7 separate regions of the Mus musculus genome follow, and regions 2, 3, 4, 5, 6 and 7 are each linked to region 1. A link is a contact called in public HiCAR-type, HiChIP or PLAC-seq and promoter capture Hi-C data. All regions are on one chromosome and are shown on one strand. Each heading gives the region's core, a stretch centred on a gene start, on an enhancer-like site or on the middle of the called end of the contact. The rest is flanking DNA. Distances are from core to core; before and after follow the strand shown.

Region 1 (3,585 bases), core at 777-3,276:
TGGGTGGAATCACTCCTGGGACAGCACCAACAATATATTCATGAGACTCACTGGGAGTTCAGGGATCTTATTTAAACACAAAACCAAAAAACCATGGAGTCTTTTCTGGAACTCACTACATAAGACTTGGCTGACGTCACTGAGAATCACCTTTCTCTGTCCCCAACTGATGTGATTAGAAGCCTGTGCCACCACGCCCTGAAGTTCAGGAATCTCAGATAAGAAAGACTTGTTTTCTTAAACCAGAATATGCATAGTTTTAACCGGGGATCCAAGTAAGAGGCGATATAGCGGTTTGTTAGAAGGGACGGCCTAACACCGAGAAAAACTACAAGCTGCTGAGCCCAGTGCTATATAGTGCCCGATATATATTTTTTTCAATCCTAAGAAACCATAAGCTAGATACATAGCTCAGTGTTAGAGTACTTGCCTATCATGTACAAGGCCCCACACTGCATTCACCTGCAATCTTAACACTTAGGAGATGGAGGGAGAAAGAGGGATTGCCCACAAGTTCAAGGCTGGCATGGGCTACATGTCTAGTACCAGGCTAACCAAAACTCTACAGCAAGAACCTGTCTCAAAACAACACTGCCCATCCAAAAAAAAAAAAAAAAAAAAGCATCAGGGCAAATGAGCCTGTTTAGGAAGTGAACAGAGTAACCAGGGGCACTAGGGCCAAGAGAGGTGGGGCAGCTTCCCTGAGTCAGACTGGAGGATGAGACACACAGTGGTATGAGGGAAAAGGAGCTACTCACCATTCTACCTTGGCGAGGGTCCTGGCTGCCTGCTCCTGCTCGTCACTAAAGGAGACAGAACACAAGAGGAAAGTGCACGGTCATTAACATCACCATAGAATCAACGATTGTCACACGGGTCTACCCCTGAACTTCTCTGCAACTCATTTTCCTCCACCACAGAGGATCCGGCGTCTCAAAAAGTCACCACACCAGTCAGGCAATGGAAGAAGCAACAAGTGACCCTGCCCGGTGAGAATTCCACCACAAAAGTTCCTGAGCAAGGCTAAGTATCATCCTAGCTTACTCAGCAGAACTCAAACGTTCTGATCCCCACACCCAGCAGTAGAGCACTCCAAACCCTGCTCTCTACAAAAGAGAAGAAATTCCAACTCTGAAGAGACAAAGACTGCCCAACTGGGACTCACTTTTGGCCCTGGTAGGGGCATGAATCCACAGGGCAGTTCGGCCAGTCTCTGAGTCTAGGAGTAGCACCCACCTGACCTGTTACTGGGGGCAGAGTCCAGAGCAGAGGACAAGAGGGAGAGGACCACAACCTGTGATAAAAGAGCAGCAGGGTTGGCCCGGTCCTGCTGAGCATACTTGAGACCAAGTAGGTGAAGGTTTGAGGGAGGAGGCCACACAACAGGAGCAGAATTAGGCCAGTCCGGCCTGGGAGACAACATCTGTCAAATGGGTCGAATTAACAAGGATTTCAAGTTAAGGCCTCCTGGGCCCACTTAGGGAGCCAGGTCTGAATTTCACCGACACTCCTTCATGTTTGGTATGCTCGAGGGGTGTGCAGCAGAGCCCCATAGGAGGCTACGGCGATTAAAGCCTCCATTGTGATCCTACCAACCTTCCCTCCCTCACGGGGGAGCCCGCAAGCGGCCAGCCGGAGGTGCTGCCTCACGGCTCCCTGGCTCGCGGCCTGAGAAACAGAGAGAGGAAGGGAGCGACAAGGACCAGGCCTAGGAGGCCCAGGGTTCTCACAGTTAGGGACTCTGGTCTTAGGGTGGGGGGTGGGGGAGGATGGGCTAAGCAGCCAGGAGATCCAGGTGCCCAGGTTTTAGGGGCGGGGCCAAGGCCTCGGAGGCGGAGCCCCAAATGACAGAGGGCGGGACTCAAGAGAGCCGGCGAGGGCCGGGCAGGACTTGGTCGTTGTGGTTCCCAGGCTGGCAGTGCACGGGGTACAGTGACTCACCCAGGCGGCGTCCGCCCGACCCTCCAAAGCCGCGCTCTCACCACTTCCGTCTCCCGCAGCTGCTGAGGCCGCGCAGCTCGAACCCCACCACGGTCCCTTGTCCCCAACCAATCGTATCTCTAGCCTCTACCCGCCCTGGCCAATAGCCACGCGAAGTCCCGCCCTGCCTCACCACGCAGCCGCCGCCCTCACTCTCCACGCTGCTCACTGGTCCAGTGGGCAGACGCCCTCTCAGCTTGTAACCTATCCGGCACCCGGAGACCAGACAGTACCCGGAGGGAGGAGGCTTGGCGCCAGAGAGCAGACACGACCAATAGGAAATCACAGCGCGTCCCTCTGGCAGCCAATGGGAGAGGAGTAAGAGGGGTCGCAGCCTAGGGCTCCGGGGACAGGAAGTACGGCCGCCCGTCGCCTACTGGTAGCGCAACTGGGGGGCGGGACATTGCAGGGAATGGTAGCAGTCACTTCCGGTGACGACCCCGCCCGAGAGGTAGTTCGCAAATGACCTCGCGGTGGCTCAGCGTTTTAACCCAGTGGTGTTTCTGTTTTGCTCCAGTAATGCGAGAAAGGAAGGGTAGCATGCCGGCTAGGAAAGGGGAAGGTCCCTTCCCAAACTCTCGGTTCCATCACTCTCGTGTTTCGTCGCCCGGTCGATGGAAAAGAAAATCCTGGATTTTTTTTTTTTTTTTTTGTCTGCGAAAGAGAAGAGCTGGGTTCGGGAACTGCTGAAGCCACAGGAATGGAAAACGTGAAAGACCCTCCTAGAAGGCCTGGGAGGAAGGAGCTCTCGGACTGGCAGCGCTGGCGGTTCCCTTTGCGTATCTGGACTGGTTGTTAACGACCGACCAACCTTGCCGTCCTTCGAGACCTGCATTGCCGCCAGTCCAGAGTCTCTCAGCCAAGAGAGAAAAACTGGGTCTGACTGCCATTAGCTAGCTGCGGCTTCTTAGTCTGTAAAAGGGGTAGAGGGACAAGACTGAAGCGCCTGGAGCCAGCACCGGGACGCAGGTCACCAGTAACGCTGGAGGTCTCCGTGATCCGCGCCACTACTAACCAAACTGAAGTGGCAAAGAGTCCTATTCTCGGCGGATAGTCCGAGTCCTGGAGTGGGTCTAGGCCCTGAGATCCTAGGCTAGTGTCCTCACGTCTTGGTTTCTGAAGTACTTACAGTTACTAAGTCATAGGAAAACAGAAATCTCTCCTGAGTTCACTGTTTTAGTTACAGGGTCTAGAACCCGGGTCTAACCTAGCGCATGCGTGATACTGAGCTCCTTGGAGACTATGGCATTTTGTTTTTCCCTATGTCCCAGCACTCTAATTACAGGACCTTCAGAATTTGTTCAGCACTGTACCACAAGCTTCCTGGAATTTGGAGCTTAATTCTGCATATCTATTTACCCAAATCTGGGGAAAGGCGGAAATCAGAGGTTGCCAGGTAGTTAATACCTTGTTTTTCCCAAGAGCAGCTACAAAATGAAGGTATTGTATACGGGAAACATGGAGGCTTGAGGCTCAGAAAGTGGAGCCAGAGTAGAAATGGTCAATAGGACAAGCTATGTTGTAAGCTGAGTGAACTCTATAAGCGAAAGGGAAATTTCCCCCTTTCTGTTTCCTACTAAAAGCCAGAAACCAGTACCCTTTCCA
Region 2 (3,585 bases), core at 390-2,889, 1.4 Mb before region 1:
TCCATTTTTTTGGGTTTTTTTTTTTTTTTTTTTTTTGGTTTTTCGAGACATGGTTTCTCTGTATAGCCCTGGCTGTCCTGGAACTCACTTTGTAGACCAGGCTGGCCTCGAACTCAGAAATCCACCTGCCTCTGCCTCCCAAGTGCTGGGATTAAAGGCGTGCACCACCACGCCAGGCCTATAATTCCAAATTTAACTCACCGCAGCGGAAGCTTAGAGGTGTGGTTGGAAGTGGTGGGACCATAGACTATATCAGTATGTATGCCAACTGGTATGACCAATCGCATCAGCCCGCCATCTGAGACAACTAAGCCACCTGCCAACTAGTCACACTGTAGTCGCTCCTGGATACTCACTTCAGTGACAACGATTAAATTCTCCTTCTTGTTGTTTTGAGACAGGTTTCTCTACCCAGCCCTCACGAGGGTGGCTTCAAATTCAGAGATCTGCCTGCCTCTGCCTTCTGAGAGTTAGGATACAAGGTGTACGCCACCTCCACTCGGGCCTCTCTCTCTCTCTCTCTCTCTCTCTCTCTCTGTCTCACATTTGTTTCTTTTGTTTTCCAAGACAGGGTTTCTCTGTGTAGCCCTGGCTGTCCTGGAACTCACTCTGCAGACTAGGCTGACCTCAAACTCAGAAATCCACCTGCCTCTGCCTCCCGACTACTGAGAGTAAAGGCGAGCGCCACCACGCCCAGCCTGATTTTACCTTTTTTCTTTTTTAAACAGCTCTCACATATGCCAGGCTGACCTATGTAGCCAAGGATACTTTGAACTCCTGATCCTCCTGTCTGTCTTCACCTCCTCAGTGCAGGGATTCCTGGTTAGCCAGCTGGGAATCAAATCTAGGGCTTTGAGATGCAAGCAGTCAAGCTACTGAAACACACAGCCTTCTGTGTGACACGTGAAACGCATTCCGATACCAATTGGATGGGACCCAATGACACCTGAATGAGACACAGAAATCCACCAGAAGTGGACACTGCCAAGGCGCTAAGGTGGGCCATTCCATACATTACTCAGAAAACATCTCTGCTTCCTGCCTGCAAGTGCAGCCCAGAGAAGGCGGGTCTGTGGCATATTTGCGCCATGCACACTGCACACAGAGCCTGGCAGAGTGAGTACTGGCCCTGCTCTTGAGCACCGGAGCTGCTCCAAGTTTAGTCCCCCTGAAATGAGAAGCGTCCCGGGGAACCCGGGGAAGGATGCTCCATCCTGGGCTGGACCACTCAGGATCTCGCGAACCTGCCTTTCCGCAGCTGGCTAGCTCGCTACCCGGATCCTGCATCCTGCGGTCCAGCAAGCGCCCCCCACCCGCACCCGCACCCCGAGCCGCGCGCCCCCACCCCCACCCCCGCGCGCTCCCGCGCACCTGAGGCTGTCGTTGTCTCTCACCAGGCGCGCGCTCTCGGCAGGGGGCAGCAGCCCCCCTTCCAGATAGAGGCCCAGGAGCGCCCCGGAACTGAAGCCGAAGCGCTGGCGGATGAGACTGATGAGATCCGTGACAACTCGACATCTGTTCAGGTCCACCAGAAGCCAGAAGACCGTGCAGTGTGGAGTGGCCGGCGGCGGGTAGTCAAATTGAAGCCGTAGCCTAACCGTCTCGGAGGCTGCCATCTTGCTCATGCTCGACGGAAGCCGAGAGGTTCCAAGGGCTTTCGCAGCGGCGTGGTCCGGCGGCCCGCCCCCAGCAGCAGCTAGCGTGCGCCGCCTGGGGGCGCAAGTAGGTCTGTAAGGCTCCCCTCGCGAGCTCCCCATTCTTTCTCAGGGCTGAACATACATGCAAGTTGACTGTCAGGATAGCTGCTACGATATCGGTTCGTGTAATTAAACAGAAACAAACCAAAAATCTATAAAATTAATAAGCAGCAAGCCTGACTCGAACCCCTGTAATAGGTTTTTACTTTTCTACCAAAAAGGTCAGGAAAGCACCAAATTGTGGTGCGTGTCCAAGCAGAAAATGAGACATTCTCGTGATGCGAGACTTAAAGTTCTCATAAGACTGTTTAAAACTCACACACACACGTCCTTGGGGGCCTCAGGGAGTTCAGTGTGTCCTCTGTCCCTGACCAGATCAAGTGCTTTCCTCATCTTGAGGCAGAACAGTATTCTGAAAGTGTTGACGGTCCAGAGAGTCAGAAAGCTAAATAAATAGGAAGATTTTCTTTAAAAGATTTATTTATTATATATAAGTTACACTGTAGTTGTCTTCAGACACTCCAGGTGGTGCCTAGGTACCCAGAGAAGACACTCAGGAACCACACCATTCACTCCAGAGCCTGCTGTTCCCGACCAGTCCTGCCTGTAGCAGGCCCTATCATCCCAGAGGGAATCATCCCCTACGGACGCCCTGTTCTAGCTTTGTTCCTTTCTCCTCAGGGATGGCTGCTGCTGGCTGCTGGCTGCTGGCCACCTCCAGTCGAGAGGTAGAATACAGTATGACGCGAGAGCAGTATTTGTGCTTTTAGGGTTATTTAATATTTATTTTAAAAGACAGCCAATTTATTTATTTATTTTCAACTAGAGAATGGGTCTCTAGGTCTCTAGGAATTGGCTGTGGGGCCCTCACTGCACATCTTGTTCCTTAGCACTGTTTCCAGAATCCTTCCTCACGTCTGGAAGAGGTGGAGGAAAAGATTAGGGGTGGATCTCCAGGCCTTCAAAGACATCTCCTGTTCTGAAGGCCAGGCCCACTGTGGCTGGGGTCTCTGGCCTTGCTACCTGAAAAGTGAAGCCACATTCCCTCAGAGTTTTCATCTCATCAAGGAGCTGGTTGTCCTTGAACAGCAGCTGCTCCTCAGGAGGCCTCTTCATGATGCCCTCAATGATGCGCTTGAGCTCCCACACCGTGCTTGACTCCTTGGCATCAGTGAAGATGGTGGTCTTCTTGTGTCGGATCACAAGAAACACAAACAACCCTGTGTCTGCTTGTGACTCCATGCACCTCACTGGACCTGAGAAGTGTCAACAACAGACTTTAAGTCTTTTCATTGCTCTGGGGCTGAGTTTCTCTGACCCTGACAGGAAAGGCTGGTTTCAATTGGATATCTGCACCTGCAGGAGGCCTCTTAGGGTGTTGTTAATCTGAATTCATTAGTCTAATGCTGGTCTTTGCCCCACCTTATGCATATTGCAGAGGGCTGAGGCCTTCTGGATTATTTCTAGGAATAAACAAAACAGATTCTAGGAACACCTACCCTATAATCCCTTTCCAAATGCCCTTGCTTACCACAGTTAAGACATCTGACAGTTTGATTTTTTTTCTTAAGACTTTTAGAATTTACTATCAGATTAGCATCATAAATGTGAGATCCAATATCTCTAATCTATTCTATTGGTGCTGATGGTGCCTAATCATCCTTTTGCATTCTGAACTAGCGTTTTCAAAAGCCAAGGATTCAATTAATATTTTTCTGACTTCTCTTTACAACTGAAGTCAATCTTTGCAAAAATCAGGGAAGGCTGCTTTGGGGCCTTGTGTATTTTAAGGAAAAGACTCACACCTTTCTTGGTTCTTCAACCTCATCTCAAGCATTAAAAAGCTGCTAAATGACATAGCATCAAAATGTGATCATCAAATTCAAGC
Region 3 (3,585 bases), core at 686-3,185, 1.4 Mb before region 1:
AGCTGCAGGCTTCTGAGAACAAGGCACATAGTACAGCCTCTGGTGGTTAAGTGTGTTTGGCTCTGATCATAAAGAACATGGAAAGCTGGGCGTGGTGGCGCATGCCTTTAATCCCAGCACTCGGCAGGCAGAGGCAGGCGGATTTCTGAGTTCGAGGCCAGCCTGGTCTACAGAGTGAGTTCCAGGACAGCCAGGGCTATATAGAGAAACCCAGTCTTGAAAAAAAAAACAAAAAACAAAAAACAAAAACAAAACCAAAAAAAAGGCTAGATTTTTCAGGCATTTGGCCCCACTCATGTTGGAGCAGGAGAAAAGTAGACAGCAGACTCCCACTTCTCTGCAGCCCTGCCCTCAGTGGCAACGTAGGACACAGGATACGCACTACACTTTCTAGAAGCTATAAAATCTACAGGTTGCAAAGAAAAACATTTCTGCTGATGCATAGGAGGCATGGGGGAGGATAAAAACCTGAGTCAGGGACACATTCTTTGTTCTTGCTTTCTTTTGTGAGTTTGTTATCTTAAAACAAAGTTTGCAGAGACAAAAGTCACTTCCAGGTAGCTCTTGCTGTTGCTTGGCTCTGTGAGGTGACTCAGTACCCCTAAAATATTCCGTAAAATAAAAATTTATCTTCAGACAGACATATCATACACACACACCTCTGCAGTCCATGTTTTCTTCAAATTCCTCTCCACAAGCCCTTGATACCTTCTTTTAAATAACTGCTTTGAAGATAGTATATCACACACAGTGATGTTGACCATGCTATCAAGAGAGAAAAAGTCCACTTTTTTTTTGCTGTGTTTAAAATACATAACCAAAAGTTATAGGATCTATATAGTAATTTTTTATGAATTACTAGTATATTAATGACACATGTGATTTGATAATAATATTTTCGATTCACTTTATCTATGTGAGCGTTTTGCCTGCAGGCTTATATATGCATCATATGTATGCTTGAGGAAGTGCCAGATCCCCTGGATCATGAGATGTGGAGTTCTGAATCTGTACGCCACCATGTGGGTCTTGGGAACCAAACTTGGGTCCTTTGGAAGAGCAACAATGCCCTTAACCCCTGAGCCACCACTTCAAAGTAATGGGTTTCTGAAAATAGAATCTAGACTCTTTCTTTCTCTCTTCTTTTCTTTCTTTCTTTCTTTCTTTCTTTCTCTCTCTCTCTCTCTCTCTCTCTCTCTCTCTCTCTCTTTTTCTTTCTTTCTTTCTGTTTTTTTTTTTTTTTTTTTTTTTTTTTTTTTTTGAGACAGGGTTTCTCTGTGTAGCCCTGGCTGTCCTTGAACTCACTCTGTAAACCAGGCTGGCTTGGAACTCAGAAATCCACCTGACTTTGCCTCCCAAGAGCTGAAATTAAAGGTGTGCGCCACCACTGCCCAGCTCTAGTCTTAAAAGACCTGCTGGTTCGTGCTTTAATCTGACTTCATCTTTTCAGATGCAATTTTTTAAAATTCTAGGCCTGAGACTATGGAGATGGCTCAGTAATTTAAGAGCACTTGTTGGTTTTCCAGAGGACTCAAATTCAGTTCCCAGCATCTGCACCGGCCACTCAAAAAGCCCTGTAACCCTAGCTCCAGAGAAACCCACTCCTTCTGCATAAACCCACACATGTGGCATATACATTCATACACACATATGCACATAAAATAATAAAAACAAGTCTTAAAAGATAAAACATAAGCCTTTTGTCGGAGAAGACAAACACGGGCCGGGCTGAGGGGATGGTGGTTATCCAGTTGTAGTTTTCTCAATTCTTCCCTACTTAGTAACCAAGGTCAGATGACATATTAACTGCCTCCTTTGTAGCACCTCCCTCGAGAGCCCTTTGTAGGAGGTCCTGGGTGGGTCCGACCGGCAGAGGGAGCGCGGAATCCTTAGGAGTGTCAGGGCCCACTTAGGCTCCGCCCCTGACTCCGCCCAGTCCCCGCGCAAGCCGTCACGCGATGGCCTTTGGCTCCTGCCTGTTGCTGATGTTGCGGCGGGGTTTTCATCATGGAGCTCTCGCGGCGGATCTGTCTCGTGCGACTGTGGCTGCTGCTCCTATCGTTCTTACTGGGCTTCAGCGCGGGTAGGTTCGTGAGAAAGACGCACCAACGGTGGGTGCCTCCTTCTCGAATTTGTTGATGCGTTCGCGTTTTTCTTTTTCTTTTTTTTAAAACACATTTCTTTCTCCCGCTTCTTCCCTTGAGAAATTTATATTGTTTCTGAACCTCTTAATTTTTATTTGTGTCTTAATTCAAAGTGCCTTTTCCTGCCCCTTCCTGATGCAGGGTGATTCCTGGAGATGGAAGTGTTTGTACAGAAACGTATGGTTTCAGGAAATTGCTGATGAGTGAGACTTCACGGTCTAAAGGCCACCTCCCCTTTCTCCTGTGGTTAGCTGCCTAGTGACGTTTTAGGGTCATTTGATTGAGCTGAGATTGGAGGCCAAAGAGACCTCTACAAATCCTTGCTTTGAAACAAAGCCTGCCACCTCTGCTGGTTTAGAAGAGACAAAATATCAGCTGACTGCTCTGGCCTATTTTTGGGCAAAAAAGAATTTTGTTTTGTGGAATGACTTGCAAATTGGCACATTTTCTTTCTTTCTTTTCTTCTCGTTTTTTTCCTTTTTTTCTTTTTGTTTGTTTTTCCAGACAGGTTTTTTTCTGTGTAGCCTTGGCTGTCCTGGAACTCTCTCCATAGACTAGGCTGGCCTCGGACTCTTACCTACCAAGTGTCTGGATTAACTCTCACTTTATTAAAGGAAAAAAATATATTTTGTCTTGCCTCCATGTCTGTCTGTGTACTACTTGTATGCCTGGTGCTCTGAGAAGTCAGAAGAGGGCTTTGGATCTCAGGAAAGCGAAGGTACAGAAGTTGTGAGCTGCCATGTGAATTCTGGGAATTAAACCCAGGTCCTCTGGAAGAGCAAGACAGTGAGAAAGTGATCTTACCAGCTGAGCCATCTTTCCAGCCTTTTAATTTAATTTCTTTCTTTCTTTCTTTCTTTTTTAATTTGTTTTGTGAGTGTCAAAGGGTGTGTGTGTGTGTGTGTAGTCAGAGGACAACACGGAGAAGTCAGTTTTTCTATGATGTAGCTCCCTGTGACTGAACTAAGGGTGCCAGGCTTGGTGGCCACTGTCTTTTATCTCCTGAGTCATCTCACCACCCCTGATTTTCAGTCTTTTTTTTTTTTTCAAAGATTTATTTATTTTATGTATATGAGTACACTGTAGCTGTGCAGATAGTTGTGAGCCATCGTGTGGTTGTTGGGAATTGAACTCAGGACCTCTGCTCGCTCCATCCAGCCCTGTTCACCCCATCCCAAAGATTTATTTATTATTATATGTAAGTACACTGTAGCTGTCTTTAGACACGCCAGAAGAGGGTGTCAGATCTCATTACAGATGGTTGTGAGCCATCACTTTCAGCACTTGGGACTTGAACTCAGGACCTCTGGAAGAGCAGTCAGTGCGCTTAACCACTGAGCCACCTCTTCAGCCCCACCCCTTATGTTTTAACAGGAGTTTGTACCAGGGAAGGGAGAAAAACACCAGGGTTTACATTATGAGGGACTTGAGCCTTATCAGT
Region 4 (3,585 bases), core at 768-3,267, 1.3 Mb before region 1:
TAGATGGTTGTGAGCCTTCATGTGGTTGTTAGGAATTGAGTTTTTAGGACCTCTGCTCGCTCGGTTCCTGCTTGCTTTGGCCCAAGGATTTATTTATTATTATACATAAGTACACTGTAGCTGACTTCAGATGTACCAGAATAGTTCGTCAGATCTCAGTACAGATGGTTGTGAGTCACCATGTGGTTGCTGGGATTTGAACTCAGGAATTTTGGAAGAGCAATCAGTACTCTTACCCACTGAGCCATTTCGCCAGTCTCTCTGTTGTCCTTTTCTTAACCACAACGTGAGTGAGCCTCCCTCTCCCTTTAACACCCGCCAGAGTCACTGAGTGATGGGTCATTAGTTCAGTATCTAGTCTCAAGTGAATTAATTGCGTCTTGTTTGTTCCCTTACGCCACAGTCAGTCACTAATCCACTATTATTTACAGAACAGGTATGGTGGGACTTAAATTTGGGTGGCGGGGTGGTGGTAGAGAGATGGTTCCGTGGCAAGAGCACCATCCAATTTTCCAGAGGACCAGAGTTCAGTCCCCAGCCTCCTGTGGAGGCTTTAAACTGGTCTGGAACTCCAGTTCAAGAGGCTCCAACATCCTCTTCTGGCCGTCACAAGCACCAGGGACCCGAATGATAAATATACATGTATGCAGCTAACACTCATATGCATAAAAATAATCTTTAAAAACAATTTGGGCTGTGTACTTTGAGATCTCAACTCTGTAGCCCAGGGTGCTTTGAAATTGTGGTAATCTTCCCTCAGCTTTCCAAGTGCTGGCTCAAGAAATAAATGAAGCCGGGCGTGGTGGCGCACGCCTTTAATCCCAGCACTTGGGAGGCAGAGGCAGGTGGATTTCTGAGTTCGAGGCCAGCCTGGTCTACAAAGTGAGTTCCAGGACAGCCAGGGCTGCACAGAGAAACCCTGTCTCGAAAAACCAAAAAAAAAAAAAAAAAAAAAAAAGAAAAAGAAATAAATGAGTTAGACAGTAGATACTCAAAATTATATTCAGTATGCATAGTCTCTTTTTAAAACTTAAAATTCACATTTGATCACCAGTGAAGATTTTTCCCAAGTAATGGTTGGTTCTTAGTATGGTACCTTTCCTATATTTCGTTCAAAAAATGTGCACTGAAAGTGCCCTGTAATGCCAACACTTAGGGAGGTGGAGGCAGGAGGATCAGGAGTTCAAGGTCAACCTAGAACTTCCCAGCTTGAGGCCGTGAGACATGAGACACAGTCTCAGAATATCAAAATAAATAAGCAAGTAAAGGAAAGTGCCTAGGTTTTAAGGATCAGAGCTGGGCTGGTTGGCAAGTGGAACCTCCGTCGGATACAATTATCTGCAGGTAGTTTGGTTTTCTCAAGTCGTTGGGGGAGGCAGTGACTCATGGTGACCATTTCTTCGAAGGCAAACTTTGCAAAACCCCAGATCATTTAGAGAAAAGCCCCTTCGACATCACTAAAGTTGCGAAAATGAGAAATCAACTTGCCCTTGAGGGCTACACAGTATCCACATTACTGATCAACCAATGGCCACCTATTATACTCGAAAAGCTATGCTATGCTCGCAAGGTTACGGGAAAGCCAGATTCCTAGGCAAGGGGAACAATGTAGCATCGTCCCTCACCAGCCTCAGCAACCTTTTCCAGGAGAGGCACCATCCCAAGGCAGGAACCTGCCTGACACCTCTCCCCGGAGAAGAAGCAGAGACCCCGTGCGAGCCAAGTTCATTGTGCCGAGCACTCAGACACCAGGAACCCACCCCAGCCCGAGTGTGGGACGTAGGGGCCATCTCCCATGCCCGCCGTGAATATTGTTACTCTCGCGAGAGCGCCAGCAAGGCGGGCCCGTACAGCTCCGGGATGTCAGCGGAGAGCTCCTGACCGCGCCCCTCTTGGCGCAGCTGGGAGAGAGGCGCGCGCAAGTCGGGGGAGGGAGCGGCCGATGGCGCGCACGCGCAGGAGAGCGAGCGGGCGAGGGGGGCACGCCAGGGAGCCGAGGGCGAGGGGCGGGGCCTTGCGTCGCGCCGCGGGCACGTCGTTGCGCGTCCTCAGTATTTAATGTCTCTGTGTTCGCCCGGCCTGGGCTAGCACGTGGGGGAGCGGCCGAAGCGCCGTGCAGCGCTGCGGGGCAGGGCCGCTGGACTAGGTGGGGGGCCAGGGGGCGGTGGCGGGAGGATTGAGTGCCTAGACGGTCGCCCAGGAGCAGGTAAGTGACGGCTGGCACGGGCACCCGCCCGCCGGGCCCGGAGAGAGAACGAGTTGGGGTGATGGGGAGCCTGGGGTGCAGGTGCAGGGTGCGACGCGCGCGCCAGGTACTCCGGGGACCGAGAGCCTTGTGCACCGCGCCTGCTGTCAAGCGGGCGGGTCTGTGCCTTGATGACCCGCGCGCCCCGCTGGTCTTTCCCGGTCCCAGGGCTGCTGCTGACAGATCGCGTGCGCTGAGCTCGGGGCGCTGCTTTAAGCCGCTGCTTTCCCCTCCCATCCCCCCTCACGTCACTGGCCTCTAGGATGGAGGTGAGGGCGCAATTCCCCGGGCGCTCCGGTGCGCCTCAACTTTCCCAATGCTGGCTCACCCTTCTGGGTAGCCTGCCCGAGCGCGTCCCAACCAAGGTCGTCTAGTCTCGCTAGCGTTTACTTTTCAAAGGTCGTGTGTACCCAGTTTACGCGTGGAGAGGAGGCACTGGGGCGGTCTCTGCCAAGGACCCAGTGCCCAAGGCGGGAGAGGAGGTCCTTGGGGACCCCTTCCCTTCCTAACTTTCTAACTGCTGGGCCCAGTTGACTCTGGGTTGGCCCGGCAGTGGTGGCAAACCGGAGCAGGAAGACACAATTCCTGGAGTTCAGTGCCGCGAATTATTGGAGCGGACTCTGCCGTTGTAGCGGGGAGAATGGGATGCAAGACAGGTCCCAAACCTTTTGGCGGTGGAGAGACCATAAGACCAATTAGGATCCGGAGGTCGTGAGCTTGGGTGTCCGAAGGGAATTAGAGTTTGTGGCCCCATAAGCATGTCCTAAGAGGTGGGAGACCTCTAGCTAGAGGTGCCCGCTGACTTCTTGCGGGGGTGGGGAGGTCCAGGGTCACGTGTCGCGCCCCACCTTTCTTTCCGTCCCAGGACAGTGATCTGGAGGGACTTTGCAGGGGTCATGGGGGGACTTTGCCAGGGTTATAGGTAAAAACCTGCGTAGAGAAGCCTCCATACGCGTAAAGGAGCCTACATTCTGGTGTCAACTACTGCTGTGTCCTATCTTTTCCTGTTTCCTTTCTCCGGGAGGGAAGGTGCTGATAGTCAGGGGCTGTGCAGAAGGGACCTCTGAGACGCCCTGTGCCTAACCGGACCTTTTCCCTCCGGGAAATGCCTCGAGCAACTAGTACCTTTCCACCCTTGGGCTGTGGTTAACACAAACCCGGTGGACTTCGCTCCAGGTGAGAGTGGAGGCTTCTCAAACCGGTAAGGTCGGGTGTATGTGTAGGGCAATTAGTAAGGTTTAAACTGCCTATCTTTCCGCTATTGAAGTCGAGGCTGCTTGGGGTTTAAATTTAACGCCTGCAGTGACAACAGGGTTGCTGGACCTAATGTAACCATCTCG
Region 5 (3,585 bases), core at 693-3,192, 1.2 Mb after region 1:
AAAAAGTAAGCTAGAAGAGTCTACTATTTTACAGAGATAATTGTGACTTAAAGTTCTGATAGCTCCTAACTGTTGTCTCTTCTTTTCTTCTTGAGACAGGGTGTTACTATGTAGCCTAGGCTAGCATGGAGCTTCCTTTGTGGACCAGAATGGCTTCAAACTCAGAGATTCCCCCTGCCTCTCCAGAGCTGGGATTAAAAGCTTGTGTCTTTACTCCTGGTATCATTATCTCTTAATCTTTCCCGATTCCTCCCTCGTCTCCTCCTAGAATCCTTTTAAAGTTTGCATGGAAAATGTTTTGAACTCTTCACTGAAGAGTAATCCAGCCCAGAATAATTGTTTGGGAAGGGATTTAACATCATACATGGTTTTTCTTATTCATTTCTAAGTTTTCAAATATCAAGTACCTACTGTGTGCTAGAACATTTTAAGGCACTGGACAGCTATAGCAACAAAGGGTCAGTTCTCCTGATTCTCACTCTCAGAGTTCACGTGTTTCTCAAAGTAACCACAGAAAGGAAGGATGGAAGTATAGTAATGCATGCCTTACACTGCTTATCGGGCGCAGGCACGAGGCTAGTGCTCAGGTTGTATTCATGCATCATATAACAAACATAACATTTGTTTTCCTCATTTTACAGATGAGGAAACTGAGTCACAAAGAGGTAAAAGACTGGCTCCAGCTTCGAATCCTGAACAGCAGGACTTTATTTCTAGTTCATTAACCACAAGACCATATCGTTTCATTTTTTTTACCTCTTTATTATAACTTAAAAAGAGAGGGCGAGGCTGGTGTCTATCCAGCTCTCATTCTTTAGCCCTAGAGTTCTGCGATGTACCCCGGCGGCCTTATGGAGTGAATGAGAATGCATTGGAACGTCTTTCTTTTTCTTTTCTTTTTTCTTTTTCTCTCTCTCTCTCTCTTTTTTTTTTTTTTTTGCCAACTTTCTCTTCCAAAGAATTTGAACTGATTTCCAAGTAATTCTCGATTTTGAAGTGAACCTTCCTGCGCTGCTGCACTTTCCCCAGCCAGCAGAAAGCTAGGGCCAAGACTCGGGTCATCTTAACCGGGGCATCCAGCAGATGGCGCCATGTTAGTAGCCACCAGCTGGCCGCCCGGTCCCCGGGGCTCCGAAAGCTTCCCTGCCCTCCCTCACCGCCTTCTCTCTCCCCCCTCCCTACGGAGCCCGGCCCACGTGACCTCGCGGCGGCCAATGGGCGAGCAGAGAGGGCGAGCTGGTCCCTGTGGCCGCCATTAAAGCGAAGGGAAAACCCGTGAATTCGGATTAAAGGGGGAAAAACACCGCCCGCTGGGCCCACAAAATGGGGGAGACTACGGCGTCCAGGCGGTGAGGCGGCAGGAGAGCAGACGTTAGGCAGGCTTGGCCCAGGGACAACACGAGGACACAGCCGGAGAATGGACTGAGCCCACAGACGCCGCCACCACCTCCGCCGCTGAGGAGACTCTGGGCTTAAGGACATCGCCGCTGCCGGGCCGGGGGCCCGGGGTGCTCTGCCGGTCCTCGCCCTTCCCGCCCCTCCGCGGGCGTCCCCGGGCCGCGGAGAACCCTCCCGGGCTTCTGGGCTCGGCCCGCTCGGACTCGGGCTCTGACTATTTATCGTGTACCTGATTGTTATTATTATTTTTTTGTTTTTCGTTTTTTTTTCTCTTTTCTTCTTTTAAATCTTTTTTTATTTTTCTGGTGGAAGGGACAGACATCCCTTCCCCTCCTCTCCGGAGAGGGACGCGCGTCCGCGGGCTCCGCAGTCCCGGCGGCCGGCCGAGCGCGGCGCGGCCCTCCCGCCTGCGGCCTCGGCCCCGGGCGGCTGGGTGCCTCCGGGCGGCGGGGGCCGCGGCGGCGCCGGGGGGCGGCGGGGAGGGCGGGCGGCCCGGCGGCCTCCTCCCCACCGCCCCCCGCCCTCCCCGGTGTCTGTGTTTCTCTCTCTGGTCGGAGGCGGCGGTAATGGCGGATGGTGGGTTGTGGCGCCGGCGGCGGCTGCTGTGAGGGACGATGAGTTCCTCCTTCGTGTCGAACGGGGCCAGCCTGGAAGATTGTCACTGTAACCTCTTCTGCCTGGTGAGTGCGGGGGCCGCGGGCGGTGGGGGAGGGGGCCGCGCCGTGCGCCCTTGGGCCGTGGGGGAGGGGGTCTGGGTCGCATCCAGATGCCGGTGTCCCCCGGCTAGGCCCCGCCGGAGTCGGCCTCCTCCGAGGCTCTGCGGCCGCCCCGGGAGGCAGCGTCCGCTCACCTACCGACCGGGGCTCTGCTGGGAAGAGGCTTGTCTTTCCCCCCACCCCCTCGGTCTTTCTCCTCCTCCTGTCTTGTTTTGGACTCTTTTCCCCATCCTAGTCTTTTCCTTAACTTGGGCTGCTTATCTGCCCGGATAGTAATATTTTCTTGTGTGCTTCTTGCTTCCCCGCCTCCCCGCCCCCCGCCCCTTGTATCGAACAGTGTATCCCTTTTCCACACTTTCCACGATTGCCCCTGCTCGACTGCCTTTAAGCTCGCTTTTCCCTTGTAAGTGGGCTTCTCTTAAACAGGACCCCCCCAAAAACTTACGTATTAAAACCCTCTTCGTTTTGTAAGTTAAACTAATACAGGGGTAGTGTCCTTATGGGTGACTTCAGATCTTTGTGTAAAAACAGTGTGTGCCGGTTCATATGTTTTCTTTTTAAACTTTGAAAACATTTTGCCATTTTGACAATTTCTAGCCATCTTGCTTTTATTAGAACATTATGTTTTTGTGAGAGTGGAGGGGCAAGTGGAGGAGGTACTGTGGTTTCGCACTAAACGTTCTATATTTGTCTGTTTTGCTTACGTTTTAAGAATGTTTTGAGCTGGCTGTTCCTTTTATTGAACTGAAAAGTCTGGGGCAGCTGGAATTAGGGATGTTCTAGTACGTGTATGTAGGTCGGCCCAAATCGGATAACACTCAAGAGTTAAGACTTTTGTCAAAAGTACCAACTGTTGCAAATATCTAGTCCTGAATTAAACGATAGCCGAGCTTCCTGAATGACTAAGTTAGAGTGACTTTTTTCATTTTTCGTGTGCTCTGAGAAATATTAAGTCTATCATAGGTAAGTGAATTAAGTGGGTGGAGCATAACTAGTTGGCAAGCATAAACTGCCAGTCATGTATCAGCAGTTTCATTTTTGGCACCTTATGCTTTCTGTCACTAAGTTAGAATAAGGAATTACTGAATTTCCTTTGTTGAATCTCTTTCACGATGTGGTAAATGGGGATCTTCAGCACACTTACGTCTTACAGATTAGACTGGTTTTCTTGACATGTCCATTAATCAGCATCTCGTCACATGTAGTAAGATGTACAGCAGGTTTAACGTTTCTGTCTTCCCCAACTGGATCTATTTTTGGCACTTTGGGTTTTTTTTTTTTTTTTTTTTTTTGAAGCTAGATTAGCACAAATCTGACAGCTCTTTGGAAGTGGTTCTTTCCTTGGAGCTGTGTGCTTGTGGAGAATTAACAGGCTTTTTTTTTTTTTCCTTAAGAAAAAAAAAATTCAGATGGTTTTCGTATTAGAGCCATGACTTCTTACAAACCTGGAATGAGAGTCTTTACTTTCCAG
Region 6 (3,585 bases), core at 616-3,115, 1.1 Mb before region 1:
GACACTGCAGTGCTCGGGGCCCCGCCCCATCAGGTCTCCTCCCAGCTCACCACTTAACAGTTTGTTCAAGTCTCCATCAGGAAGGTAGCCACTGACTTCTGCCTATCGAGGAACAACAAACAGCACACTACAGAGTCAAAGGGCACTGAACCATGGCCAGAGCCCCTTTTAGGTATTAACTGGTTGGGGTGGGAAGGCGGCCTGACAGCCTGGCACCTTTGGGACTCCCATATTCAAGGAAGGAGCCGGGTAAAGAAAGGCCTTTCTAGCTCTGATGATCTGTGGTTCTGCGGTAAAAATCCAAAATATAATCCAATTAGCTGTGTTGCCTGTACTTTGTGATTGAGAATAATCGCAAAAAAACAATTACCATCATAAAAACATGCAGCTCTTTAACACATGGGAACCCAGATGATTCAAAAATCAGTTTGTTTGGAGTGTTGGGAAACAGCAGGGTTTGTGGTCTGAAGTCTTATGAAGTGCCTTCTAAAAATCATATTCACAATTTATAATAAACACAGTCCATGTAAGTACACAATTTTAAAAAGGGACTTTGACATTGTTACATTGTTCACTACAAATGCTCCGCCCATCCATGCTGTCAGAGAGGCACTACCCCAGTTTAGGGGACAGAGAGATTGACAGTCTGACCACTCAAAAGCTTTGGCTGTGTTGAGATTTTTCCAAATGTCTCCAAACCCACAATGGACACGGCATAGTTTTGGTGATGAGTGAATTCCATTGTCTCCTAATCCTATGAAAATTAATGGGAAAGTGTTAATTGTGCATCAATGCATGCTTAACATTAACCCAGGGATTTGATGAACCACAACTTTATGTTGCCCCTCATGCCATATTAACTTGGTTTATTGTAATAATTTAAAACAATAAGGATAATTGTATCCGTACTGTTTTAAATACTCCATAAATTGAATACAGCCTGAATCTGGCCAGCCTGGAATACGAAGTGTGCGATTCCCCCGGGAAGCTACAGTCACCAATCCTTTGGAGTTTACACTTTGCCAGGGGAGAAAGGGAACTTTTACCAAACACCTACTAAGTGTCAGAATCTGTGAGGCTCCTAGTTCCAAAAACTAGGGGTAAGGTGCTTTGTTATCTCCAAGACCTACCGCAGGTCTTGGGAGATAGAGAGCCATTTCACTCCTGGCGCTTACACTCTTTACAGAGGAAGCCCTAGTAACTTTAAACATAAATAAATTAGATAACGGATGAATGGTCGAGGGATTTTCTGAAATAAGCACCTATCTTAACCACCCTCGGGATACTCCCAAACTGCTACTCAATCTCCATGAACATTTGCTTTGAACCCCAATCATTTGACCTTGACCCCTACAAGCCCACTTTATTATATTTTCAAATCGCGGTCTGAGTAAGGCGCAAGCCCTGTCTGGTTGCTTCCTCGCCCCCTGTTATCTATCGCGTCAGTTTCTCAAAGTTCCGAAATAACCTTCGCGGGCACGGCTCCGTACCTCTGGCGGGGAAGGGCGGGGAGCCGTGCAGGACGTGCCAGTGTGGAGCGGGAGCCAGAGAACTTGCCGCGCGAAGGGAAAATAAAACTTGTGGCTGGTGTTCGTGCAGGAGGGTCTCCTCCATCCGCAAGCCCCCCAGATCCCGGGGTTCTCGAGGACTGCCCTGGGAGCGCAGGGTGTGGGTGTGCTCCCGGCGTCCTTGACCTAAATTTCCGCGCGGTGGCTGGAAACGGGGGCACAGAGGCAGGGAGGGCGGCGGGTGCCACCTCCGAATCGGGCGCAGGGCCCCAGGAACTTGAATGAATAGTCCGAACTAGGGGGGCCCGGGGGCGCTGCCGCCTCCCGGCCCAGCGAACAGCCCGGGCCGAGCTCCCCGCGCCTCCCCCTCCCCCACACCCAGCCCATGTGATCTGAGCCGACTCGGGGTGCGCTTCCCGTCTCCCCGCCTGCTTGGCGTGGCCAACCCCCCCACTCGAGTCGCGGGGCTCGCGCGCCGCCCCTGATGGGTCCCGCTGCCGCGGGGGGCCGAGCGTGTGCGCGCGCGGACAGGCGGGGGACCGAACGGGGTGCGTGACGTCACCGCATTGGTTACACGACGTTCTAGAACTCCGCCCCACGTGCGCGGGGAGGAGGGGGAGGAGGAGGAGGAGATGGGGGTGGGGAGGAGGAGGGGGAGAGGTGGGGATGGGCCGGGGGGGCGGGGACGGGGGGTGTGCGAGGCGGCGGGGCTGAGCTGAGCCGAGCCCACGTGTGACGGGCTCTCGCCGCTGGCCCGGCTCGGCGCTCGCGGAGCTTCGCAGCCGCCGGGCGGGGGGAGGAGGCGGGGGAGGAGGGACGGAGATCTGGGGCTCGGAGCCGGCCGCCGCTGCGCTCCGCTTCGCTGTGGGGCTCGGTGTGTCGGGGGTGGGGGGGCGGGGGGGCTCCGCTATGGAGGCAAATGGGAGCCCAGGCACCTCGGGCAGCGCCAACGACTCCCAGCACGACCCCGGGTAAGTTTCCAGCCGCTGCCCACCGCGCCGCCGCGGGCTCGTTCGGGGCTGTGCGGGCGACGGTGCGGAGCGGGGCATTCGCGCGCCCCCCGCGCCCCCGCGCGCACCCTTGGGGCACTCGCGCACCTTGGGGTGGCGTGGGGCCGCCACCTTCTCCCCCAGCCCACCTCCAGGCTCGCGCTCGCCCGCTCCCCCCCAGCTTTCCTTTTAGCTTTTGTAAGTTACACGTCAAAATGGCCGATCTGACATCGGTGCTCACTTCGGTTATGTTTTCTCCCTCTAGTAAAATGTTTATCGGTGGACTGAGCTGGCAGACCTCACCAGGTAAGGGAGGGAGGGGGGGACGCCTGGGTCCCCCCCTTCTTGGCTTCTTTATTGCTCTTTGTTATCCCAGTGTAAGAGCCCCCCCACCCCGCCATTGGCTCCCCACTTCTCCTGTGCAAGGTTATTTTTTTAAATAGCAAATCCTTTCCGAGCCCTCTACGCGACCTCTGTTGCTGAATTTCCCCCTCGTGTGCAAAAATATTGCAAAAACAAAACAGAATAACAACAGAAAACTACTTTTGCTTTTTGTCCTTGATCAAAAAATTGCATTGCTCCCCCCTCCACACCTTCTCCCACCCCCCCATCTCTCTCTCTCTCCCTCTCTCTCTACAGATAGCCTTAGAGACTATTTTAGCAAATTTGGAGAAATTAGAGAATGTATGGTCATGAGAGATCCCACAACGAAACGCTCCAGGTAACGCATTCCCTTCTCGATTTTGCCTTTATTTTAGAACAAAGTTTTAGTTTTATTTTTGGAGGTGTCTTCGGAAGTAGCTAAGCGGATTTAGAATGGGGCTCAGGCGCGTGGCTGGTTGGAACGTCGCTCCCCCCCCCCATAACCCCAAAGGTTATTGTTAATTAGGGCCGAACTCTGGATTCAGAGACGCCCATCTCTCCCGCTTGAAGTCATTTTCCTGTCGCTTCTTGTTCTCTTGTTTAAAATGACATTCAGTTCACCCACTTTCCACATAGTTTTTTTTTTTTTTTTAATTTAAAAATTTGAATGTATGCCTTCTGCACACTCCCAAACTCTGAAGTCCCCTCTTTGGGAGGTGAATGAA
Region 7 (3,585 bases), core at 562-3,061, 1.1 Mb after region 1:
AAAATATAAGGAAGACTTTTTTGCAACCACTTGAAGAGATAGCGGAATTCTGAGAAGGAGCCACTTCCATGTTCCCCAGACTCTGTAGCAAAGTCATCAGGTGGTCTTGCTTCACTGTGGGAGTAACTCCGGAAACGACCATGCACACATCCATGGGCACAAGTACAGACGCCTGACCTGGGATTTCTAGAGCTTGGATTTTCAGAATATTCTTTTGGTCCGGAGTTTATTTGGATATGTACATCCCCAGGGTGAAGGGAACCTTCTGTTGATCTTGAATGACCACACGGGGAGGCTGCAGCATCTTCATGTGCAGTGCCCGGAGGATCATGCAGTTGGTTACAGCTGGCTTGCATGGCCCTTGAGTATTTTCTCTCTAAAATGTCTTTGCTTCAGGACTCTTTCTCCTTAAAAGTAAAATCAAAGAGCAGAAAGCATTCTAAGTTAATCACAAGCAGTGCATCGGTTCATTAGGTGTCCTTTGTTCACTAAAGGGGCAGTTGACAGTCACAGACAAGTTTCAGGTCCTTCAATCTTTGCAACTGTCAAAGCTCTGCTGCCCTGCCCCACTCCAACCTCGAAGTCCAACTTGGCAAACCAAGAGTTTTGAACCAGGGGCTACTTAAAGTACAAAGCACTGCAGATGTCTTGATTTTTCAAATGTGCCAAAAGACATCAGCAAAGAGTCAAAGGGGTGCCCAGCAGATACCACAGTGAATAGCAGCACTAATGCTGAATAAGTTGGCTCATGTACTCTGAGGCAGAGTCCACATCAGGAAGTTTGCTAAGGGTGGGTGAGATGGCTGGGTAAGTCAAGACCTTTAATTTGAGTTAAATCCCCTAAACTCATATGGTGGAAGCAATGAACTGACTCCCACAAGTCCTCTGACACACACACTAAATAAATACAATAGATTTTTTTTTACAGATTCATTAATGTTTAGAAGGAAAAAAATCAGTGCCTTAATTAAGCATCAACAAAGATAATAAACACTTCATTTTATGCTGAAACAGCTTCCACAAAGCTAATAAGGTTTTCAGTAATTAATGGTGCCACCGAGAATATTGCTTCTCCTTCCAAAAGAATGTTAGTCAAATGCCTTTGAAAGAGGACCCTTAGGGGGAGTCATCACGTAATTGCTAAGTGATGCTTTAGTCTAAATAAGGAGTTAGCCTCCCGAATAAAAATGCCACCATCGGCTTGGTTAGGGGTGTCAGAAGAGAGGCTGTGGGCAGGGCAAGATCCCTACGTGATCCAGTGTGGATCTCGGACCAGGGTGCCAGAATCGTGCTGTCGCCCGACGAAACGCAGAGCCCACCGCCGGGCCTCTCCCGTTTCCCCCGCGATGGAGCTAGCTGCGGCGGAGGCTGGCTGGCTGAAACCGTGCAGTTACTGTGTGACGTTTCGAAGAGGCTCGGAAGCCACAGCGGCTCTATCGCCTCACTCTCTGAAGAGCGACTTGGGACAGGACAGTTTGTGTCTCTGCTATTAAAAAAGAAACACAAAACCTGCCCTCCTTCATACATAAACAAGAAAAGGGGAAAGGGAGAAAGAAAAGTCAACGCCAACTCTTCCGGAATCCGCGAGGACAGAGTTCTCCACCCACGTCCGAGCTTCGGCTCTTCTCCCCGGAAACCCTCCGCCTCACCCCCTTCCCCAGGCCTGACCTCTCATGACCAGGAGCGGGCGGCCTCGGCAGCCACAATACCAACAGCCCGACACGCGGCCGCAAGCCCTTCTCGCCAAGCCTTCAGCCTCGGACGCCACCAGCAGCGCTCGGCCTGGCCCCGCGGCGGCGCGCGCGCTCCCTAGACGTCGTCACGCGCGGCCCGCCTTCGCCGGGCCACGCCCTCGCCCAGTGGAAGAAGGAGCCTCTAGGCCCCGCCCCGCGCTCATCCCGGCCCCGCCCTTCCCAGCAGAGAAGGGAACCTTTAGGCCCTGTCCCGAGTCCCTAGCCCCGCCTTCACTGGGAGGAGGAGGAGGAGGGCGCATCTAGGCCCCGCCCTGAACATCGTAGACCCGCCCTGTCGCCCTGTGGCCCTGTTGGTGATGTTATACGAGTGGCGTAGTGGCGGACGTGTGTGCTAATTAAGTCTGCGTGGCTGTCACGTCTTGCGTGTATTAGTGATCAGTCACACGCTTCGGAGTCCTTCAGTACTTGAGGTTGAAAATGGGTAGGTCCAGGAACCTGCTCGGCAGCGGGCTGCGTACCGGGAGCCGCGATCTGGCTTCCGGCTGCGTGTTGCTAGCTACGCCAGACCCGCTGGGCTGCCTGGGCAGAGAGGTTGTGTGACCTGGATTCGGGTTCCAAGCCTGAAGTTGAACAGTGTGCCCTAGTTCGTGCCAGAACCGGGTGCCAGAACTGGATATCAGACGCGCCAGGAAGTTTGTGAGGCCCTGGAAGTAGATTTAGAAAACCCCGTGTTGGCGAGCAGGGAACTCGACTTCTAAAATAAAGGCTACTAAAGGGGAAAAAAGATACTACAAGGAAAAAAAAAAAAAACACAGTTCTGGAAAATCTAGGACATCATATGTATAACAGGATTCCTATGATTCTTGAAATTAAGTATTTCATCGGAGGCTGACGTGACTAGGCAAAAGTCTGGCGTTTTGCACACACTTGGCTTTTTGCAGAGACACTTCTGAGTTACGTGTCCAGTAATTTTGTCTTTCTACCTGACTTAAACCTTTCAAATACCTTGTCAAAATCTCCTTAGCCATGAAATTTTGTCTTCCTTTCATAGTAGTATAACTGAATCTACTGGTTTTAGCCTCAGCCCTTCATTCATCTTGAGACTATTCTTAAATTTCTCTCAAGTCAAAAAGCACTTTAAAAAATCCCAATGCTCTTTTGGATCTGCTTCTCTCTGTGACCAGCACATTAGCACTCTCTTTTTTTAAGACTTGGTCCCAAGTAGAACAGGCCTATTTGTGCCTGTGCGTGATGGTGACAGGTAGTGCCTGAACTGGTACGACAGAGGACACTTTTGGGAAATTTTCTCTCCTACCTTTATTTGGGTTCCAGGGAGCCAACTGAGACTGCAAATTTTGTGCACAGCAGAGATCCTATGTGAGTAGTTTTATTTTAAACTAAAATGAACGTATGATAAGCATTAGTGGCTCATGATTGTAATCCTAGAATTTTGAAGACTAAGACAGAAAGATGCTGTGAGTTCCAGGCCAATCTATGATACAGAGTAAAACTCTTTTTTTTTTTTTTTAAAGATTTATTTATTTATTATATGTAAGTACACTGTAGCTGTCTTCAGACACTCCAGAAGAGGGCATCAGATCTTGTTACAGATGGTTGTGAGCCACCACGTGGTTGCTGGGATTTGAACTCTGGACCTTCGGAAGAGCAGTCGGGTGCTCTTACCCACTGAGCCATCTCACCAGCCCCAGAGTAAAACTCTAAATCTCAAAAAATAACATAAATGCAAATTTAGGCAGCAGGAAAATCATGAAATGTCACATAATCACGCCCCAACGACAGCAGAACAACAGTTTGTAAACTTAATATACCTAATGTTCAAATTCCCATTTTATTTTTTTATGTATTTATTTTAGATTCATTTAGTATGTAT

Evidence for each region. Promoter capture Hi-C pulls out the DNA fragments that hold promoters and counts their contacts. HiCAR-type assays count read pairs that join an accessible place to other places. HiChIP or PLAC-seq counts read pairs in DNA pulled down with a chosen protein or histone mark. Capture Hi-C pulls out chosen DNA fragments and counts their contacts.
Region 2: a HiCAR-type map of astrocytes shows a contact between it and region 1, with 2.2 times the contacts expected there. The contact joins the promoter of Coil here to the promoter of Mtmr4 in region 1. A contact is called at or near these places in 1 of 39 promoter capture datasets (the HPC-7 cell line), 2 of 115 datasets of contacts at active chromatin or transcription factors (astrocytes and double positive thymocytes) and 1 of 9 other capture datasets (liver).
Region 3: a HiCAR-type map of astrocytes shows a contact between it and region 1, with 3 times the contacts expected there. The contact joins the promoter of Scpep1 here to the promoter of Mtmr4 in region 1. A contact is called at or near these places in 2 of 39 promoter capture datasets (the HPC-7 cell line and hippocampal neurons) and 2 of 115 datasets of contacts at active chromatin or transcription factors (astrocytes and double positive thymocytes).
Region 4: a contact with region 1 is called in an H3K27ac HiChIP or PLAC-seq map of bone marrow-derived dendritic cells, with 7 times the contacts expected there. The contact joins the promoter of Akap1 here to the promoter of Mtmr4 in region 1. A contact is called at or near these places in 3 of 39 promoter capture datasets (hippocampal neurons, liver and pre-B cells) and 2 of 115 datasets of contacts at active chromatin or transcription factors (bone marrow-derived dendritic cells and pancreatic cancer cells).
Region 5: a promoter capture Hi-C map of pre-B cells shows a contact between it and region 1, with 4 times the contacts expected there. The contact joins the promoter of Med13 here to the promoter of Mtmr4 in region 1. A contact is called at or near these places in 2 of 39 promoter capture datasets (liver and pre-B cells), 1 of 484 Hi-C or Micro-C datasets (CD4 T cells) and 1 of 9 other capture datasets (liver).
Region 6: a contact with region 1 is called in a promoter capture Hi-C map of liver, with 6 times the contacts expected there. The contact joins the promoter of C030037D09Rik here to the promoter of Mtmr4 in region 1. A contact is called at or near these places in 7 of 39 promoter capture datasets (the HPC-7 cell line, hematopoietic stem and progenitor cells, hippocampal neurons and 3 more), 1 of 484 Hi-C or Micro-C datasets (CD4 T cells), 1 of 115 datasets of contacts at active chromatin or transcription factors (stem cell-derived neural progenitor cells) and 1 of 9 other capture datasets (adipose tissue).
Region 7: a promoter capture Hi-C map of liver shows a contact between it and region 1, with 2.2 times the contacts expected there. The contact joins the promoter of Rnft1 here to the promoter of Mtmr4 in region 1. A contact is called at or near these places in 1 of 39 promoter capture datasets (liver) and 1 of 9 other capture datasets (liver).

Annotation. Positions count from the first base shown.
Region 1 is chr11:87,590,607-87,594,191 of GRCm38.p6, reverse strand. It overlaps Mtmr4 (myotubularin related protein 4), which reads right to left and starts at 2,026. Exons shown (of 19, transcript NM_133215.2): 1 at 1,942-2,026; 2 at 759-803. The coding sequence starts at 761.
Region 2 is chr11:88,971,989-88,975,573 of GRCm38.p6, reverse strand. It overlaps Coil (coilin), which reads right to left and starts at 1,639. Exons shown (of 7, transcript NM_016706.2): 1 at 1,372-1,639. The coding sequence starts at 1,625. It also overlaps the pseudogene 2210409E12Rik.
Region 3 is chr11:88,953,792-88,957,376 of GRCm38.p6, reverse strand. It overlaps Scpep1 (serine carboxypeptidase 1), which reads left to right and starts at 1,935. Exons shown (of 13, transcript NM_029023.3): 1 at 1,935-2,083. The coding sequence starts at 2,008.
Region 4 is chr11:88,863,018-88,866,602 of GRCm38.p6, reverse strand. It overlaps Akap1 (A kinase (PRKA) anchor protein 1), which reads left to right and starts at 2,017. Exons shown (of 11, transcript NM_001042541.1): 1 at 2,017-2,206. All of the region lies in intron 3 of 4930556N13Rik (RIKEN cDNA 4930556N13 gene), which reads right to left.
Region 5 is chr11:86,355,953-86,359,537 of GRCm38.p6, reverse strand. Med13 (mediator complex subunit 13) reads left to right here and starts at 1,942. Exons shown (of 30, transcript NM_001080931.2): 1 at 1,942-2,078. The coding sequence starts at 2,013.
Region 6 is chr11:88,716,923-88,720,507 of GRCm38.p6, reverse strand. C030037D09Rik (RIKEN cDNA C030037D09 gene) reads right to left here and starts at 1,865. Exons shown (of 4, transcript NR_038058.1): 1 at 1,491-1,865; 2 at 1-102. It overlaps Msi2 (musashi RNA-binding protein 2), which reads left to right and starts at 2,279. Exons shown (of 14, transcript NM_054043.3): 1 at 2,279-2,479; 2 at 2,763-2,803; 3 at 3,137-3,218. The coding sequence starts at 2,418.
Region 7 is chr11:86,482,883-86,486,467 of GRCm38.p6, reverse strand. It overlaps Rnft1 (ring finger protein, transmembrane 1), which reads right to left and starts at 1,811. Exons shown (of 9, transcript NM_029788.5): 1 at 1,669-1,811; 2 at 1-407. The coding sequence starts at 356.